2 separate regions of the Macaca mulatta genome follow, and region 1 is linked to region 2. The links are chromatin contacts, called in public Hi-C maps. All regions are on one chromosome and are shown on one strand. Each heading gives the region's core, a stretch centred on a gene start, on an enhancer-like site or on the middle of the called end of the contact. The rest is flanking DNA. Distances are from core to core; before and after follow the strand shown. Region 1 holds the start of RABGEF1 (RAB guanine nucleotide exchange factor 1). Region 2 holds the start of LOC703026 (S-adenosyl-L-methionine-dependent tRNA 4-demethylwyosine synthase TYW1).

The links. Hi-C and Micro-C count contacts between places; a contact is called where the count stands out from the background.
Region 1: a Hi-C map of fetal cortex germinal zone shows a contact between it and region 2, with 3 times the contacts expected there. The contact joins the promoter of RABGEF1 here to the promoter of LOC703026 in region 2. A contact is called at or near these places in 3 of 14 Hi-C or Micro-C datasets (cortical neurons, fetal cortex germinal zone and liver).

The regions. Positions count from the first base shown.
Region 1 is chr3:58,409,905-58,415,080 of T2T-MMU8v2.0, reverse strand. It overlaps RABGEF1 (RAB guanine nucleotide exchange factor 1), which reads left to right and starts at 1,634. Exons shown (of 8, transcript XM_077996649.1): 1 at 1,634-1,732.
Region 2 is chr3:58,163,831-58,169,060 of T2T-MMU8v2.0, reverse strand. LOC703026 (S-adenosyl-L-methionine-dependent tRNA 4-demethylwyosine synthase TYW1) reads left to right here and starts at 2,128. Exons shown (of 16, transcript XM_015133369.3): 1 at 2,128-2,272; 2 at 3,403-3,533; 3 at 4,459-4,596. The coding sequence starts at 2,269. SBDS (SBDS ribosome maturation factor) reads right to left here and starts at 885. Exons shown (of 5, transcript XM_015133370.3): 1 at 587-885. The coding sequence starts at 714.

The DNA.
Region 1 (5,176 bases), core at 385-2,884, 250 kb before region 2:
CTCCATGTTGGTCAGGCTAGTCTTGAACTCCCGACCTCAGGTGATCTGCCCACCTCGGCTTCCCAAAGTGCTAGGATTACAGGCGTGAGCCACTGCACCTGGCCTTACTTTTGTTTTATACTCTGTTGTACCCTCAGCACAGCACACATTAGGCACTTAGGAAGAATCTGAGAAACGAATCAATTAATCCCCACTTTAACAATAACGAATAATGACTAGAAATTCGGGCCGGGCGCGGTGGCTCATGCCTGTAATCCCAGCACTTTTGGAGACAAAGGCTGGTGGATCACTTGTGGTCAGGAGTTCAAGACTAGCCTGGTCAATATGGTGAAACCCTGTCTCTAGTAAAAATACAAACATTAGCAGGGCGCGGTGGCTCACGCCTGTAATCCTAGCACTTTGGGAGGCCAAGGTGGGCAGATCACTTGAGGTCAGGATTCAAAACCAGCCTGGCCAACATGGTGCAACCCTGTATCAACTAAAAATACAAAAAAAAAAAAAAAAAGAACTGGGCGTGGTGACAGGTGCCTGTAATTCCAGCTACTCAGGAGTCTGAGGTGAGAAAATCGCTTGAACCCAGGAGGCGGAGGTTGCAGTGAGCTGAGCTCCCACGACTGAACTCCAGTTCAGAGTGAGACTCTCAAAAAAAAAAAAAAAAAAAAAAAAGACGGAAAAATTAGGCAACCTGTCCAAGAACACCGCAGCGACAATTAGCAAAGCTGGGATTTCAACCCAGGTCTATCTCACAGCCACAGCACAGTATTTTCTTTTTTTTCTTGCTGTGACTGCACGTTACGCCATTGATGGCATCCAGGACGCACAGCAATTAGTATTTACTGTTTTAACATTCCTTACATGGGAATCACGTAAAGAATCACGTAAACAGGATTCAATTTGTGACTCAACCATTAATACTTTGTGACACTGGCTAATTTATTTCACTTCTGGGTGTCGAGTATGTTGTTTTTGAGACAGGATCTCGCTCTGCTGTCACCTGGCCTGGAGTTCAGAGATGGCATCTCTGCACCCTCAACTTCCTGGGCTATCAAACGATCCTCCCACCTCAGCCTCCCCAGTAGTTGGGACCACAGGTGCCCGCCATCATGCCCGGCTGATTTGTAAAATTTCTTTTGTAGAGACGAGGATCTTGCTCTGTGGCCCTGGTCTCAAGCGATCCTCCTGCCTGGGCCTCCTAAAGATTCAGCTGCTTTTGAATCAACCGATCGCCTTAAGACCTTTTAACTCGAACACCTGTCACATCCTAGGATCCGCGAAGGGCTGAAACTCATAGTTTTTGAAGCGTCCCTCGGCGCAGTGGCTCCGCTCCACCTGCCATTCGCGCTACCACCGCGGCCGCAGCGTCGCCCTCCGGCTGCTGCGCGTCGGAAGCCGGAAGCAGGGACTGAGCCACAGATTAGGAAACGCCGGTTTCTCCAGGGCTCCTCAGCGCCCCAGCTTTAGCCCGGAGGCCGCCCTCTTCCATTTGCTCTTCGGCGTCAGGGCGTTACCCCACTTCGCTCGACGCTTTGGATCCACTCGCACTTCCTCCCGTCAAGAACCAAAGGCCCCGGAAGTGACGTTTACGCGCCGTGCGTGACGTGCGCTCGCTGGCGGTGCCGGGGGCGGGGCGAGGAGGAGGGTGGGTGTGAGGCGGGAGCGAACCTGGGAGCCCCGACTTACCCGAGCGAAGCGGGAGAGCGGCGGTTTGGACGCCGGCGGAGACGCGGGCGAGGTACGGAGCGGACGGACTGGAGCTAAAAGCTGCCCAGCTCTCAGCTACGGGAGCGGGGCTGCGGGGCGTCTCGGGCTGGGGGCGGCGGGGCGATCGGTCCGTGCCGTCCGCGGGGCCGGGGCAGTTGCGCGTCGGTGCCTCCCGCTGTCCTTAGTCCCACATTCCGTCCCCCGTCACTGCCGCCTTCCCCGTTCCAGGCCGCCCTCTGCTCCCTTAATCCTCACAGTGCGCGGCCTCTACGTCCCAGGCGCTCGTTGCCGGAATCTCCAGCGCCGGCCGAGCCCCGACGGCCTGACGCGGAGCATTTCCTGGCCACCTCCCTCTCCGGCGGCTCCCCTCGGCCTGGCTCCCACCTTCCGTCCAGGCCGCTAGCTCCGAAGCAACGTCTGTGGTCGCGCGGGGCCCCTCCCACGACCTCCCCGGAACGCGCCGGTATGGGACACTCGGACCCAGACCACAGCCCCCGGCTGCGGCAGGGGCGCTGGTACTTGATCCGGCGTCACCGTGGGGGGACAGAAGCGTCCCGGAATTGGGAGGGGATTTGAAGCCTGTGGTGTTGACTTCCACCCCGTGGCTGAGGGCGAGGCTGCGGGGCTGGGGTTAGGAGCAGAAGTCCCTACTTCCGAACCGTCTGGGAGGAGAGCCGAGGGATGCCCATCACGGAAGTTTAGGGAGAGAGAGGGAGGTACTCTGCCGCTTTGGAGGCTAGGTCATAGGCAGCTGGCGGTGTCTCAGCGCGGGTGACCAATCCTTGTGGTTGGGAAATGTGTCGTGGGCGCCCGTGGGCTCGTTTTGCCTTTGAGATTAGATAGGAAATTTTCCCAGGACGAGTTCACAGGAGCACCTTGGGAGTTGGTTTTTGGCTTGGAGAGCTACTTTCCCCCCTCTAAACCTAAAACTGCTTTGTTTTTCTTTATTATTTTTTCCGAGGTAGGATCTCACAGTGTTGCCCAGGCTGGTGGCAAACTCCTGGTCTTAAGCGATCCTCCCGCCTCGGCCTCCCAGAGTACTGGCATTATAGGCGTGAGCCAGACTCTTTAACTGCTGTTAAAGAGTCTGTTCTGGCCGGGCGCGGTGGGTCACTTCTGTAATCCCAGCACTTTGAAAGGCCGAGGCGGGCGGATCATGAGGTCAGGAGATCGAGACTATCCTGCCTCACACGGTAAAACCCCGTCTCTACTAAAAATACAAAAAAAAAAAAAAAAAAAAATTAGCCAGGCGTGGTGGCGGGCACCTGTAGTCCCAGCTGCTCGGGAGGCTGAGGCAGGAGAATGGCATGAACCCGGGAGGCGGAGGTTGTAGTGAGCTGAGATCGCGCCACTGCACTCCAGCCTAGGCGACAGAGCCAGACTCCATCTCAGAAAAAAAAAAAAAGTCTGTTCCTTAAAATTGTTGTACCAAGATACTTGCCAGAGATGCAAGAAAATGTGATTATATTATTAATATTTAATGATAAATAACATTTTGCTTTTAAGAGTTACTGATTCATATCCGCAGGATTAAGAAATGTTCAGGATTTGAATTTTTAATGACCTTCTAAGCAGTCATGTTTCTGCTGTCTAGAAGTTGCCCAGTTGAGGAGAAGGGACACTTTCAAGATACTTTGAAAACAGTGTGGTAAGGAGTGTGAGCTAAGATGGAGCACCGAGGAAGGAGCCGGGCATTTAGGCCATACTGTTGGGTGTGGAGCCTGGAAGGGATCAGGGAATACTTTCTGCAGGTGTCCTGAAGAATGAGTAACATTTAGACTAACAGGGTGGAGTGAGGGAGATGGGCGAACCAAAGGAGAGGAGACCAGTAACTATAAGGAGGTGCTTATTTATTTAGAGACAGGGTCTCACTTTGTCACCCAGGCTGGAGTACAGTGACACGATCATGAGTCACTGAAGTATCAACTGCCTGGGCTCAAGTGATCTTCCCACCTCAGCCTTCCGAGTAGCTGAGACTGCAGATGGGTACTGTCACACCCAGCTGATTTTTAAATATTTTGTCAAGATGGGGTCTTGCTGTGTTGCCCAGGCTGGTCTCAAACTCCTGGACTCAAGTAATCCTCCTGCTTCAAGTGTCCCAAAGTGCTGAAATTACAGGCATCAGCTACAGAGCCTGGAGGGTGGTTATTAAAGAGAAAAAGTGCAGGACAGAGATACAGGAGCTTAGGATTTATCTGATGGTAACAGAACCAGGGAAGGGTTTTTAGCTGGGTCCTCGTGTGGTTAAAATGGGTTTCTCTGGCCGGGCGCTGTGGCTCATGCCTGTAATCCCTGCACTTTGGGAGGCCGAGGCAGGCGGATCACGAGGTCAGGAGTTCGAGACCAGCCTGAGCAACATGGTGAAACCCCGTCTCTACTAAAAACACTAAAATTAGCTGGGCGTGATGGCACCTCCCTGTAATCCTAGCTACTCAGGAGGCTGAGGCAGGAGAATTGCTTGAACCCAGGAGGCGAATGTTTTGGTGAGCTGAGATTGCACCAGTGTACTCAAGCCTGGGCAACAGAGTGAGACTTCATCTCAAAAAAAAAAAAAAGGAAAAGAAATGTGTCCGTCTCTCTCTGTCACTCAGGCGGAATGCAGTGGCAGGAACACAGCTCACTGCAACCTCCACCACCCAGGCTTAAGCGATCCTCTTGTCTCAGCCTCCCAAGTAGCTGGTACCACAGGCCTGCCACCTACTAATTTAGCTTGCCTAGCTAAATTTTTTTTTTCCTTTTTTTTTTTTTTTTTGATATGGAGTCTTGCTCTGTCGCCCAGGCTGTTGTGCAGTGGTGTGAACTTGGCTCACTGCAAACTCCGCCTCCCGGGTTCACACCATTCTCCTGCCTCAGCCTCCTGAATAGCTGGGACTACAGGTGCCCACCACCATGCCCAGCTAATTTTTTGTATTTTTAGTGGAGATGTGGTTTCACTGTGTCAGCCAGGATGGTCTCAATCTCCTGACCTCGTGATCTGCTCTCCTCGGTATTCCAAAGTGATGGGATTACAACTGTGAGTCATCACACCTGGCCTAAATTTTTTTGTAGAGATGGAATCCCTATATGTTTCCCAGGGTGGTCTCCAACCCCTGGCCTCAAGTGATTCTCTAGCCTCAGCCTCCCAAAGTGTTAGGGTTACAAACATGAGCCACTGCACCCGGCCCTAACGTGGAATTTTATGTAGCTCTTACACACAGGCTGCTATGTAGCTGATAAGGATAAATGTTTTCAGTGTAGTGCTTGATTATTTGCTTTTTTTTTTTTTTTTTTTTTTTTTTTGAGACAGTCTTGCTCTGTGACCAGGCTAGAGTGCAGTGGCGTAATCTTGGCCACTGCAACCTCTGCCTCCTGGGTTCAAGCAATTTGCCTGCCTCAGCCTTCTGAGTAGCTGGGACTGACTATAGGCACGTGCCACCACGCCCAGCTAATTACTGCTGTCTTGTATTTTAATTTTCTCTGCTTATTAGATGTTTGA
Region 2 (5,230 bases), core at 879-3,378:
GGCCTCGAACTCCTGGCCTCAAGTGATCTGCCCGCATCGGCCTGAGGGAACATTTTCAAAACTCAGAATCGTATTTGCCTTACCATTTGCTCACTGGAGAAAAATGTCATGGGAGGACGTAAGAAACACTAAGGGTGGGGTGGGGCGGGGTGGGGTGGGGTGCGGACAGCTGCTGCCACGGAATGCCAATCCCTAGATGGCAGCAGTGAAGACACTACGCACTTCAAACTGCTAGGGCTACTGAGACACCAGATGTATCCACAACTATGACAGTATTCGGAAGACTAGGCTCTCAGCTATCATTCTGGGAAAAGGACCACAATTATGAGATTTCTTGGCTGCAGCTATTATGACACCAACAAAACAAAATCCCAAACCAACAACCCAATCCGAACCAACCAAATAAAGAAGGAACCCCTTGGCTTAGGAGCCAAGCTCGGACTGCGACGTCTCATGCTGACAGCAGGAATGTTCCATTTCCTCCCCGGCCAAGACCTCAGCTTCGCCCATTAACTAGACTTGAGCAGAGACAGGCCGCCTCGGAGGTGACGGCCCAGGCCCAGGCCCGAGGGAGGGGGCTACTCACACGCCGCTCCGCCAGCCGACGACCTTGTTTTTGTAGCAGGCGATTTCGAAGCGCTTCCCGGCGCGCTTCATTCGTACCACGGCCACATTGGTTAGGCGGATCTGGTTGGTGGGGGTGAAGATCGACATCGCGGCTGTTCAAAGACCTAGGAGCCGGCGAACCGGGGCGGACCCGCACCGACCAGCCTGAAGGCCACCAGCGGCGCGCGGCACTGACCCAACCGCAAGTGCGCGGCGCCGCGACTCAGTAGCTTCAGGCGGCCGCCACTGTGCGCCCGGCAACCTTATTGCGCAGACGTCAGGTGGGGCGGAAGCCGGGAGGCGAAAAGTGAGCGACGACGCCTGCGCATTGTGGCTTTTTACGCCATCTTTCCACGCCCAAAAAGGGAGGTGCTTTTGTTTGACGTAATTTACTTTCGCCAATGAGCTGAGAGCTCTGACAGGATGCTCGCAGATGTTTAGTGGCCGGGTTGAAACACAGCGTTGGCACCACCTCGTTCCGCGGAATTCAAGGGGCAGACCCACTTTATAATAAAAATATTTTTTATACTACAATTATTTTATAATAAATATTTTTATTTACTCACCCTTTTATAATAGAAATATTTTAACATAAAATGTAGACAAAAATGTGTAATGAACCTTCCATGTACCCATCACCCCGCTTCAACAAATTATTAACATGTTACATTCTTGTTTTATTCTTCTTTTTTCATTTTTTTGTTGCTTTTTTATTTACACTTTTTTTTTTTTTCTTAAAGTCAGTCTCACTCTGTCACCCAGGCTGGAGTGCAGTGGCAGGGTCATGGCCCCACTGCAGCTTCGACCTCCTGGGCTCGAGCGATCTTCCAGCGTTAGCTTCCCAAGTAGCTGGGACTACAGGTGTGAGCGGCCACGCCAAGCTGATTTAATTAAATAAATAATTTAAAAAAATTTGTACAGATGAGGTCTCACTATGTTGCTCAGGCTGGTCTCGAACTCCTGGGCTCAAGCGATACTCCCGCTTCGGCCTCCCAAAGTGCTGGGATTACAGCTTTGAGTCACCGCGCCCGGCCGGTTGGGGGTACTTTAAAGAAACCATCATATGGTTTCAGCATTAAATACTTCAGCCTATAGCCCTTAACAGATACACGCGACGAGATTAACTACAATTCCTTGATATCATCTAATAGCGAGTCCATCCTGGGGTTTCCCAAAAATAATGCCTTTCTGCAGTCAGTTTATTCCAACCGAAATCCAAACAGGTCCACACAGCGTTTCCCTCCCTTCCCACTCCTTTCCCCTCTTTATTTTCCCATGCCAATCATTTCTCTCTGGACCCACCTTTTCCCAGTCTGAGCCAATCCAAACGGAGGCGGAAGCGCTCCGGCATCATCGCCCGGAACTCTGGGTGGTGCTTATTTCTGGGTACGCCCTCTTTCCCCTCTGAGCCAATCGGAGCAGGGCCGAGAGCGCACCGGACACTGGCTTCCTTTCCCAGAGCTCTGGGCTTTGCTCTGGGCCCACCTCTTCGCCCTCTGAGCCAATCAGGACCGGCCCGCCAGTGTCATGGCTGCCCCCAGCTCCTCAGGCACCCGGTACGCCGCTAACGCTGCGAGGTAGCTCGGTGCGTCTCGCGGTACCAATGCGAACCATCGGGTTATCCAGGTCCGAGATCCTAGTCTCCTGTCGGCTCTGAGGAGGATGGGTAAGGGCACCCGGCGGGCAAGGACCCTGGGGCGGCAGGAGAGGTAAACGTTTTACTGAGACCCTCTCCAGGCGGAGTGGCGTCCTCGGTGCCCTTCCTTCGGAGACTGTTGGACTTGACAGCACCGGATAGCCGCCGCTGAGAGCAAGGAAGACTGATCCCTGGTTTTGACCTGGCTTTTGCCTTTTGAGGCTAGGGGGTTAGTTTAGAAGGAAACTACGTTTCCAACCCTCAATGAAAACAGAAAAGTACTCCTCCCACTTTACCCACGTGTATTAGGACTTTTGCACCTGTAAAGCCTAAATTTCAGGCTTCGACTTTTGAAATTGCTCCTAGGTTGAACGTTTGAGGCCAGGTCCCTGCATATCTCTCTAAAAAAAAAAAAAAAAAAAAAAAAAAGGCGTACGGTCAGTTACTTGAGAATCTTACAAGTTTAACCATGAGCCTTTGAAAGTACAATTAGTAAAAAGAGTACTGTTACTACTTTAGCTTTTTTTTATGGAGCAAGCACAACAAAACAAAATTAACCCAATTTCACATGAAGTATTTTTACTTTATGTTCCCTACTCTTGCTTCTAAATGCTCATTTCGAAGTGAAGATACAATTTTATATTGTTTTATCTTTGAGTTAGTATTAACAGTATGATAATTTTATCACGTTACTACATAGTGTGTTATTTTTATTACAGTTGATTTTTTTTCCCCCCGAGATGGAGCCTTGGTCTGTCGCCTAGGCTGGAGTGCGGTGGCGCGATCTCGGCTTACTGCAACCTCTGCCTCACGGGTTCAAGCAGTTCTCCTGCCTCAGCCTCCCGCGTAGCTGGGATTACAGGCGCGCGCCACCACACCCGGCTAATTTTTGTATTTTTAGTAGGGGCTGGGATTTCACCATGTTGGCCAGGTTGGTCTGGAACTCCTGACCTTAGGTGATCTGCCCGCCTCAGCCACCCAAAGTGCTAGGATTACAGGCATGAGCCACTGCGCCCGGCCAACAGTTGATTTTTAAATTAGATTTCTTAGCTGAGTTGTTGAATGTAAGGTTGGTTTTATTTTCTTCTTAAAATCGGGATGGATATCTTTGTATATATAGCTTTAAACGAAATTACCTGTGTGTGTCATTTTAAATTTAGATCCTTCTGTGGATACATGGGACCTCTCCTCACCTTTAATATCATTATGGATAAACAGGTTTTACATTTATCTGGGCTTTGCTGTTAGCATTAGCCTTTGGATTTGTCTCCAGATTGTCAGCAAGACGCAGGTAAGTGGAGTTTTTTTTTTTAATATTTAGGCATCAGATTTTATAGAGGATTTAAACACTAAAAGGAACCTTTAATTACTTTTGTGGTTTGGTCTTTAGATATTTTAATGAAATGCCTAAAATAAATTTCTTCTCTAAGTTTTTGGAGACTAAGTTATCTTGGATTAAGTTATTTACTTTTTCTGTGTCTCATTTTTTTTTTTTTTTTTTGAGACGGAGTCTCGCTCTGTCGCCCAGGCTGGAGTGCAGTGGCCGGATCTCAGCTCACTGCAAGCTCCGCCTCCTGGGTTCACGCCATTCTCCTGCCTCAGCCTCCCGAGTAGCTGGGACTACAGGCGCCCGCCACCTCGCCCGGCTAGTTTTTTGTATTTTTTTTAGTAGAGACGGGGTTTCACCGTGTTAGCCAGGATGGTCTCGATCTCCTGACCTCGTGATCCGCCCGTCTCGGCCTCCCAAAGTGCTGGGATTACAGGCTTGAGCCACCGCGCCCGGCCCTGTGTCTCATTTTTAAGATACAGGAAGATTTTTTGTAATGAAAAATGAAACTTTTATATGAAAAACAAATTTGTTTTATACCTTTAAGGGTCACTAGTCCTCTCTTGCCTTTCCATTCGTTAAGGATCAGAAAATAAGTTCCTACTATTATTCTACTAAAATACTTTATAGGATAAGAGTATGTAAAGTTTTTTCTTGGAGGGAATGGAAATCATGAGCCTTAAAAATGTGAGTCCTGCCTATTAAAGGACCTTATTATACCAAGGGGGCTAATATTTGAGGAATACAACCAGAAAGATTAAGAGAAAAATTTAGTGTGTCAGATTAAGAGAAAAATAAAGTGTCTCAGTATCTGTGCTAATTTTCATCCCTGCTGAAGTTGGGAAATGATTTAGACTTGATGGATTTTGTGTAATTATTTGTCTTTCAGGACAGGAGCTTACAGGAAAAATCTGTTCCAAGAGCACCTCAGGATTTGATGACAAATGGTTATGTCTCCCTTCAAGAGAAAGACATCTTTGTGTCTGGAGTGAAGATTTTTTATGGTTCTCAGACTGGTACAGCAAAGGTAAAAACTTTATATGATGCTTTTCCTTTGGTTTCCTGACATTTTAAGAAAATCCCTTTAGCAGTGAACTGTCCTTTAGCAGTGAACTGAATTGGTCATCTAACCCTCTTTATTCTTTCTCCCAACCTTTTCCCCTCAAATGTTTTTCCTTTCTGCAATGGTAGGTGGGTTTCCTCTCCTGTGCCCCATTAGAGCTGATTGGTGGTGTCTGGTAGTCACTGTCTTGAGGGGTCTTTGTTCTGAAGCTTGCTTCTGCCTCAGCAGGATAGAGAAAGTTGTGAGTCCATTATTGATGCCCATGGGTATGGAAGTAGGGAATAGGGAAAAAAGGATGGCACCAATAGTTCCAATATGGTCCTGACTTTCACATCACACATCTATGTTTATTTATTATTTTTTTTTTTCGAGACAGAGTCTATCTCTGTCCACCAGGCTGGAGTGCAGTGGCACGATCTCGGCTCATTGCAACCTCCACCTCCACCTCAAGCGATTCTCCTGCCTCAGCCTCCTGATTAGCTGGGAATTATAGGTGCCCGCTACCACGCCTGGCTAATTTTTGTATTTTTAGTAGAGATGGGGGTTTCACCATGTTGGCTAGGCTGGTCTCAAACTCCTGGGCTCAGTTGATCCGCCT